2 separate regions of the Mus musculus genome follow, and region 2 is linked to region 1. A link is a contact called in public Hi-C data. All regions are on one chromosome and are shown on one strand. Each heading gives the region's core, a stretch centred on a gene start, on an enhancer-like site or on the middle of the called end of the contact. The rest is flanking DNA. Distances are from core to core; before and after follow the strand shown.

Region 1 (4,034 bases), core at 1,099-3,598:
GTATATTTGTATAAGATGTTTCTATTGACTATATATTCTTAATTTTTCTTTTTCTAAAGAACAGAATACTCTGACCCAATCAAAAGCCAAAGAATATAAAATCACTCTCTAGTGTCACATATTATAATATAATATGTAGACTTTGTAGTACTGTGATGTCCCTTCCTTTGTCTACTTATAGGATTCATTGGCATTGTTAACAATTATATTGGTACCAAGTTTGAGTATATACAATCCAAAATTACTCACTTGGCCAATTTAGCCAATGCCAAGAGCTCTCTCCACCCGACATGACCAACACAGAGAATAGTATACTTGCTTAGTATACTTCTGTTGCCTAGAACACGAATGTGTTTAGTTTTTCTCAAAGTAAAAATAGCTAATACGGGAAATTTTTGTCATTGTTTAAAAATAGCTGCCAAAGTCAAGACATGCACTAACCTTCTAAGTTTGTTGGCTCCATATTGTGTTTGAAGGCACACCCCCTCCAAATGTGTGCACTCACCATCTGCTACTGATCCACAGAATAATGCACTCAAGTCTGGTGTTGCTTGGCATAGGCAAAGACAGTCAATGTCCAATCTCATCCAGACATGTGCACCATATCAGGAACCTTATGACACAATCCTTAACATCAAAACAGCACTTTCAGGCCCCACTGCACATCAATCAAATAGGTATGGCAGTCAAGCTGATAGACAGAATCTAAGCCAATCCTAGATACCTACTGTGTCTAGATCTCTCCAGTGTGCCTGCAGCTCACCTTCCATTAAGATGATAGCTTTGGCTTAGGCTTTCATGCCAAAAGAAGTCCATGGAGTCACTCTGGCAAGAAGAAGGGTCTACATCAATGTCAACAACAACTTTCTTGCTGTCGACCCTACCATCTGTCCCCCTGCTCCCCACCTACTTTACTTTATGTGGACCTTGATGAATGGGATTTACTTAGTCCAAGATTCTAGTTTAGCCAACCTCTGCAGATGGGGTCAACATGACTGCCCTCTGGGCCAAACTCCCCAAATGACATAACGGATGGCTTTCCTGCGGAACATCTTTTTGAAAATTTGATATCAGGAAAAAATTCATCCCAAACAAGTTTTCAAAATTTGAGTTTATGACAAATGCAGTCTGTTCAATTCCTAGAAAAATGATTTTTTAATTCTTAGAAAATTTGAATGATAATGATAAATTTTACTTCTATAATATGTGTAAGTGAAATACAACTGATGGATGAAAGTAAAACTTGGGTAGTTTTTCAATTATTTCAATGTAGACTTAAGAAAAAGATGATAAAAATTATCAAAACCGTAACAGCAACACAAAAGTGAAAAAATAGCATTCTGAATAAGATGCAAAAATTGTAGAAGATATTGTATATGCTAAGTGGAATGTAACCATTTACATATCTGTTATCCAGAAGTTATATAACATTAACATAATTCTTGTAGAACAGTAATATTTAATATATGGTAAGCAAGAAGAATAGGTCCTGATAAATCACACTTTTATATTAGAAAATATATGAAATGGAATAAATTAATATTTGCTTAAACGTAGTAAATAAAAATTACAATTAGGCTAATTATAGAACAGTTTCAATTAGTTAATTAAAAATAACCTCACCATGGTCAATTTAATATGTCAAAATTATATGTTTTTTTTCTTTCAAGGAAAACTAAATGTCTTTCTACAAAGGTCTTCAGGCTCACCCCAAACAAACACAGAACAAATAAACTATAACATCTGAAACTTTACACAATTTATGTAAGAAATAATTAAAAGGTAAAAACTTACCATAAACAAGAAAATATATATGACAATATATTCAATACTATAAGGCAATATGCAGAACTACCAAAAGTATCTACTATAGTACTTTACACATACTATACATTTACTTAATGTCCATGGAACTGAACAAAATCCGAATGAAAAGATTGTTACCATGAGAGTTCACTAGATATAAATCGGATTCTTTCAAAATTATGGGAGAATGGTTCCATTAGATTAATTTAATTGGTTTATCAGTTGCCTTTGAGTTTACAAATCAATATGAGTTCTGACTACATCTTAAGAAAACAATTTAGAGAAATCATAGGGTAATAAAAAGATATTTTTAATTTGAAATATCTTTAGATTTTCTAGCATTCTTCAGTCAACTAAAATAATGCCATAGAAATTCTACATAAAATCTGAACTTAAAATGTCCTGGCCTAATCATCTGGCTAATCTCTTAGAGTTTTCCTGAAATATGCTTCTATCCCTTTTTCTATGGGAATTCTCCCACTGATTAACACAGAGAATGAGAATTTGGCCTGTGCTCTATAGGCACCATTGAAATGTGGCCACCTGAGGCATGTAGGGAGGGCATCCAGCTGGCACACCACATGTTGCCCTGGAGTAGTGTACAATGAGAGAGAGATTTTGGCTAAGAATACCTGGGCAATCTCTACAAAGGTCCTGATTATGAAAAGAACTTCGGCATCATCATTGTCTCATGAGTGTAATATGAGCCAAAGAAACTTCTCTTTCTATGTTTATATATTACCAAGAAAAGAAAAAAAGAAGCTCTTATAGGAACAATCAAAGAACTCCATAAAAGAGAAAAATCTGGCTGACTGATAATAGAGCTTGAATATTAACCATGTCAGTGGATAAAATTTTCTAAGAACTATGCATAATTTAAAATTTTTAATATGAAAGGAAAGTACAAATCCCCTTAAATAAAGGATATAAACACATACAACAAAAAATTATGTCACCTATATAGCTGTTGTACTTATTATAGAATAATTATATAATTCATTATTTATATACTACTCATTTAAGAAGTCTGTTGCTTTTATTTTATTTTACACAATTTATGAGAAAGAAAATCCATGCATTTGAACTGTAATTACAATGAAATAATTTTCTCAATTTTGAGTCGTTTTCAAAACACCATACGTGATTAAAACACATAATGCACTAGTATTTTTGCCAATTTTTGTTTTTAAACTAAAGCTGTTTTTGAATTACACAAGCAAAGCACAAAATCAGAATTTCAAAACTAGCAAACATATTTAAGGGTAAATTTTAAAATAAACCCACTTGATTCTTTGTTGGATTAACTTGGAGAGCCTGGAGCCTTTTGTGAGATTCCACTGGAGCATGTAGGGTAGCTAGGAAACGATCCTCTGGCGGAGGAAGAGCCACATGCACTGTCTTCACTAAGTTTTGTTTAGAGTTTTCACACTCCTACAGAGTGGCTCTGGTGATATTTACAATACAAGTTTACTTCTGAAGGAATTTATGATGTCCCCAACTGCTAGCAACAATTACAGCTGGGTTTTACATTTGTGTTTATATGTTATTTTGCATATAGACTCCAACAACCAAAGAAGAGAACATTTGATAGAAAACACATCCTGGAATTGAAGGACAGATTCCATCTATCAATATAACTAGTTGATAGCTTTTTGAAGATAGGGTTTGACAGTAAGGGAAACAAACGTAACAGCTTAAATACGCTGTCTCAGCCACTCAAGCTATCTGTCATTCAAAAGTTTTTTTCTTTGTATCACTAATTCAATGTCATGTGAACACGGATTCTGACTTTTCAATGAATTTTAATGATAATTTATTTACATAAAGGAAAATACTTAATACTTTTAATTTGTTCTCATGTAGGTCTTTTTGAACTTTCTTAAAACATTTTAATTGTATGCTGAATTTACATTTTTCCCTAAAAGCTTAATCAAATTACAAAGATCACAGTGTCCCTAGGACTAATGAGTCCCAATTTATATTAGAGAAAGCAGACGCTCCAAGAGCTAAAGGTATTGGCAGAAGATCATACTGCAAGGCCAGCGCTGCATTCAGTGTAGTTACGTGAATCCTAATAAAACCATTAAAAAATTACCACTTTGTTTTTTATTAAATTATCATTTTACTTCATTCAAGTTTTTGGCAGGATAGAATTAAAGTGTAAATAGCAAAATAATTTTTCATTACTTGAATTAGACTTTGTAATTTATAACCAATAAGATTTGGCT
Region 2 (4,034 bases), core at 474-2,973, 410 kb before region 1:
GCCCTTCCTCCTACCATGGGAGCCTCATGGGAGATGGGGGGCAAAAATGGAAGGGATATGCAAGTAAAAGTTGTGGCTGCGTCTACCACATGAGCATGACTGTGATGTCTACACTCGAGAGTTGTCAGGACGGGCTTCCTCTGCTCTCCTGACTGCTTAGTCCTACTTAAGTCCTTGAAGGGAGAGCTTGGCTCCACTCAGCCCGTTAGGTGGGTTAAGTGCTCTGTCAAACACCTAGGGTTCTTGCACTCTTTCCATCCCCAAATTCACCGTAATGCCTTCTATTATTGTCATCTGAATTTGCTTGCCATTACGCTCTCAGAAATGGTGGTGAGGTGACAAGCCCCACAGAGATGGCAGAATATTGCTGAGAGAAAATTGTGTTGGGAAGTGCACCGCCAAACAGCATGCATTTCTGTGGCAAGATAATAGCAGCATCTCAATAAAGCTACTTCTGCTTTTGAACATCACCAGCTCTTTGGGCAAGGAGGAAGTGCCCCCAGCACACTGGAATACGCTGCCAACTGATCATTAAGACCATTTAAGCTGCTGGACTGACCATCTTTACTTCAGTGCATGCAGAAGCCCCATGGCTTGCCACCTTTCCTAGTTACAGTAGAGGTCAATTCTCGTCTGTGGGTAAGATTTGTCAGGTGACCACATCACCATGACCAGTAGCCACTCATGTCCAAGGTGCCCGTGGATAGCCAGGAATGCCATTTTTGTGTGCTGAGCCATGAGTTCTGCATGCTCAGAAGAAGAGCAAATTCATAAACACTCATTGGCACTTACATGAGTGCACTGCAGGCAAGGCCTTCCTAGTTAGGTGTCAGGTTTCTAAGTTGTCTCATCTGTAAATTGGGAGGAACCATGCTGATGGACTGGAAGTGGCCATTAAGTCATGACTAAGAATAATTTTGCTAAGCACACAACAAAACAAAAAGGTGCTATGGAAATTCAAGCGCTTGTGAAAGCTTAGAATACCACATACTGGTAGAATGTTCCTCAAGTTAAAGGGACTAACAAGTCAAGGGCACTATTTTTAAATGCCCCAAATCTGTTCATTCTAAATAGGAACTGAATATTTTACCTTAAAGAAATTAGGCTTTTAAATTAATCTATGGTAAGAATGACATTTGAAAGTAAAAAAAAAAAAATCTTCTTGAATGCAAGAAGAGCATCCAAAAAATTTAACAGCTTAAAATAAACTCCTTTCCTGTCTTCTCTCAGGCAACCTCCAAATGGACAGATTTCTGTGAATCTTTCCTAAAAACAATTTTCCCCTCAGTGTAGGCTCAAATCAGGACAAACTACAATCCAAACACGTTTGGAGAGAACTATAACCAATTTCAACAACAGGTTGGTGCAGAGACTTACTTACACATCTTAATGGCAAAATCAAAGTGACTTTCTAGACAGCTGGAGATTAGGTTTCTCCTCCTGGTTGGGTCTCTTTCCAACTGCATTCAGACACCCCATTAAGCTCTGCTCTTCTGGCTTCCAAGGGGTCTGCAGTGACAGCATTGTCCTGCTGTTCCTTCTACATATGCTAGGCTAGTAGGGCATGTAAGGCCTAGCCGGAGGATGCTTGCTGTACAGTATGTGAAGCATAGTGCTTTTTCCACTTGGAAAGACATTCATTTGGTTTGTACCAGCTTTCTGGGCTAGGGCCATCCTAGGCAGTCTTCCCCATAGGTATGGCAGAAAGCCAGGCCAGGAAGGTGTGCACACTGAGGCTCCAGGCCTTTCACCAGCTCCAAAGGCCACTTTTCTGGAAGGCAGGGGCAGTGTAGTGTGCACATGTCTATGGGCGTCGTGCCAGGTTATTTTCAACTTCTTCCTGTAATTACTGTTAGGCTGGAGACTTCCAGGCAAGAAAGATGACTAGGTGACTACCAAGATGCTCCAGGCAACAAGTCCCTGCTTCTGCCCCTGTATCTAAACAGAAGCCGTAGTCTGATGGTACAGATCACTTGGCCTGAGTAACTTGGATCTCACTTTGTTCCCATTCTCTAGTGACAGTTGAGTGTGGCTACAGCCCAGCCCCTGCCCCAGCTCATACCCCCTTATCTAGAGGCTAAGATGGCAAAGTGAGTGGGGGAGGAGTCTCCTAGACCCACTCACCTTTGTCCTACTTGCAGAATTTTATATTTCTTCTGCCAGAAAATAATAGCAAGAGATTTGGAATCTCATTTCCTAATGGAGATTTCTTTTTTTTCCTTTTTCCTTTCCTTTCCTTTCTTTTCCTTTCCTTTCCTTTCCTTTCCTTTCCTTTCCTTTCCTTTCCTTTCCTTTCCTTTCCTTTCCTTTCCTTTCCTTTTTTTTTTTTTAAATTTTGTCTGTGAGGAGCAGGATGAATGGAGTCCTTTTTGGTAATAAAGCTTTCCTGGTCTATTTAACTCATCCCCATGTCGGCTCTCTGCCTGTTACCAGCCGTCCTGTGGAGAGATCAGTTCCCAGAGCTGTTGGGTATCTTAGCTAACAGGAATGCTGTGTCCTTTGGTATTGTCAACATGTGCTCCTCTCTCAAGTGCCGGGTTACACTTCAGACACAAAAAACAGCCTCCTCACGTGATCTACCAACTTCCTTAAAATAGAATTTAAGAAGTGACTTCTAGATTAGTGAGAAGATGGCAAAAATAAACAGCAAAGAAGTGATTTCAATAGTGACGACTTGCATTAAGTGCCCATTTCCAAATTTAGCTTGTAGGCAGTTTTTTTTAATTAAAAAATATTTTTAACCTGCATTCTTATTGGCTATTCGAAGTCTGGGTGGCTTTTGAATTCTTGGAAGCCATTCTTTTTTCTTCTGTAAATGTATGCCATCCTTTAACCACTTCAAAATAAATTAAGAACTGGAAAGACCGAAATTCAGCCAAGCTACATGAGATTCCAATAACTAATGCAAATCTGACTTGGGTTATGTAATTTGGAAATGGCTGTTTCCTTGTGTCTCACTGGCCTTCTGAGGTCCATATTTGGTTATTCTACTTAGTAACGGTTGGTCGAAGTGCTGTTACCGAGAGCTAGAACACCAGGAAGTGGCATATCACTTCTTTTCTTGAGTTAATGTCTCAAAAGAGAACAGGGTCACATGCAATTAATCACCAATCGGAGGCCAAGTGGCTGGTTACCTGGCTTTAAAATATTCTCTGGCTTTGAAAATATATAGATGCTGGTTGGATCAAAATGGTGGCATGCTACTTTTGGCTACTTTGGAAGACCAAATGGAAACAGCTTGCTCTGAATGCAAAACAGCCAGAACCCTGGGGTGGGGGGGTGGGGGGGAAGCACGGCGCCAAGCTTTGGGAAGACACCATCACCTCACTGCGGTACTCACAATCAGATGACCCGGTGTGAGCGTGAGAGTTTGTCAGTGAATGTGTCGAGTGGATGAGGGCTGGGGCTGGAGACAAAACAGCTTCAAAGTTCAGGCAGGGAAGGGCCGGCTTGGCGCTGGATCCGCCCGGCTGAGTAATCTCATTCTCCTCAGATGCCTTCTGGTTTTCAGCTGTCTTGGGTTTCTTCCTGAGAATAAACAAAGGGCCCTTTGAAGGAACTGACTGCATATTTGGGAAAAGGCATTTTTAGAATCTGTTAAAGATAACTTGATTTTTTTTTTCTGAAGGGGGATGGGAGGGAGTCCAGTATGTCCCTTGTTTTAAAACAAGCTGATTCTTGTTTTTTTCCCTCCAGTAATGGCCTAACTGGGAACACACGAAAGCATATGGGCCAAGCAAACAGCACCACATTTGGACTCTGTTGGCTGTATAAAAAGACCCTGTCCCAGAACTTTAGACAGCTTGAGCTACGTATGGCTGACATTATCCAAGAAAGCATCCTTTCCCCCCTTAGATTTTTAACATGGTCTGGAAAAATACTAGTGGAGGTTTACCGTTCTAGCATTTGTCAGGAAGCTTAGAGACAGGACCCGTGGAGTAATGGGAAGAACACTGGACTGGGAGTCAGGAGACTTGAGCTACGGAACTAGCTGTGCCTGCAACTTGCTGTGTGGCTTTGGGCACCTCACTTCA

What was found. Hi-C and Micro-C count contacts between places; a contact is called where the count stands out from the background.
Region 2: a contact with region 1 is called in a Hi-C map of cerebellar granule neurons, with 1.8 times the contacts expected there. The contact joins two enhancer-like sites. A contact is called at or near these places in 15 of 484 Hi-C or Micro-C datasets (the G1E-ER4 cell line, the HPC-7 cell line, adipose-derived mesenchymal stem cells and 12 more) and 6 of 115 datasets of contacts at active chromatin or transcription factors (astrocytes, cardiomyocytes, heart atrium and 3 more).

The regions. Positions count from the first base shown.
Region 1 is chr16:43,171,480-43,175,513 of GRCm38.p6, reverse strand. The region is part of intron 2 of Zbtb20 (zinc finger and BTB domain containing 20); the gene reads right to left. Among named protein-coding and RNA genes, the nearest start is that of Gm25873, 47 kb to the right of the region's middle. Within about 2 kb of position 2,348, at least 5 of the 459 cell types and tissues checked have an H3K27ac peak or open chromatin away from gene starts, as enhancers often do. A contact at or near this core is called in cerebellar granule neurons, where this site is marked.
Region 2 is chr16:43,577,055-43,581,088 of GRCm38.p6, reverse strand. Zbtb20 (zinc finger and BTB domain containing 20) reads right to left here. Exons shown (of 11, transcript NM_001285805.1): 8 at 3,896-4,034; 9 at 3,341-3,528. The coding sequence starts at 3,906. Among named protein-coding and RNA genes, the nearest start is that of Mir568, 62 kb to the left of the region's middle. Within about 2 kb of position 1,723, at least 32 of the 459 cell types and tissues checked have an H3K27ac peak or open chromatin away from gene starts, as enhancers often do. A contact at or near this core is called in cerebellar granule neurons, where this site is marked.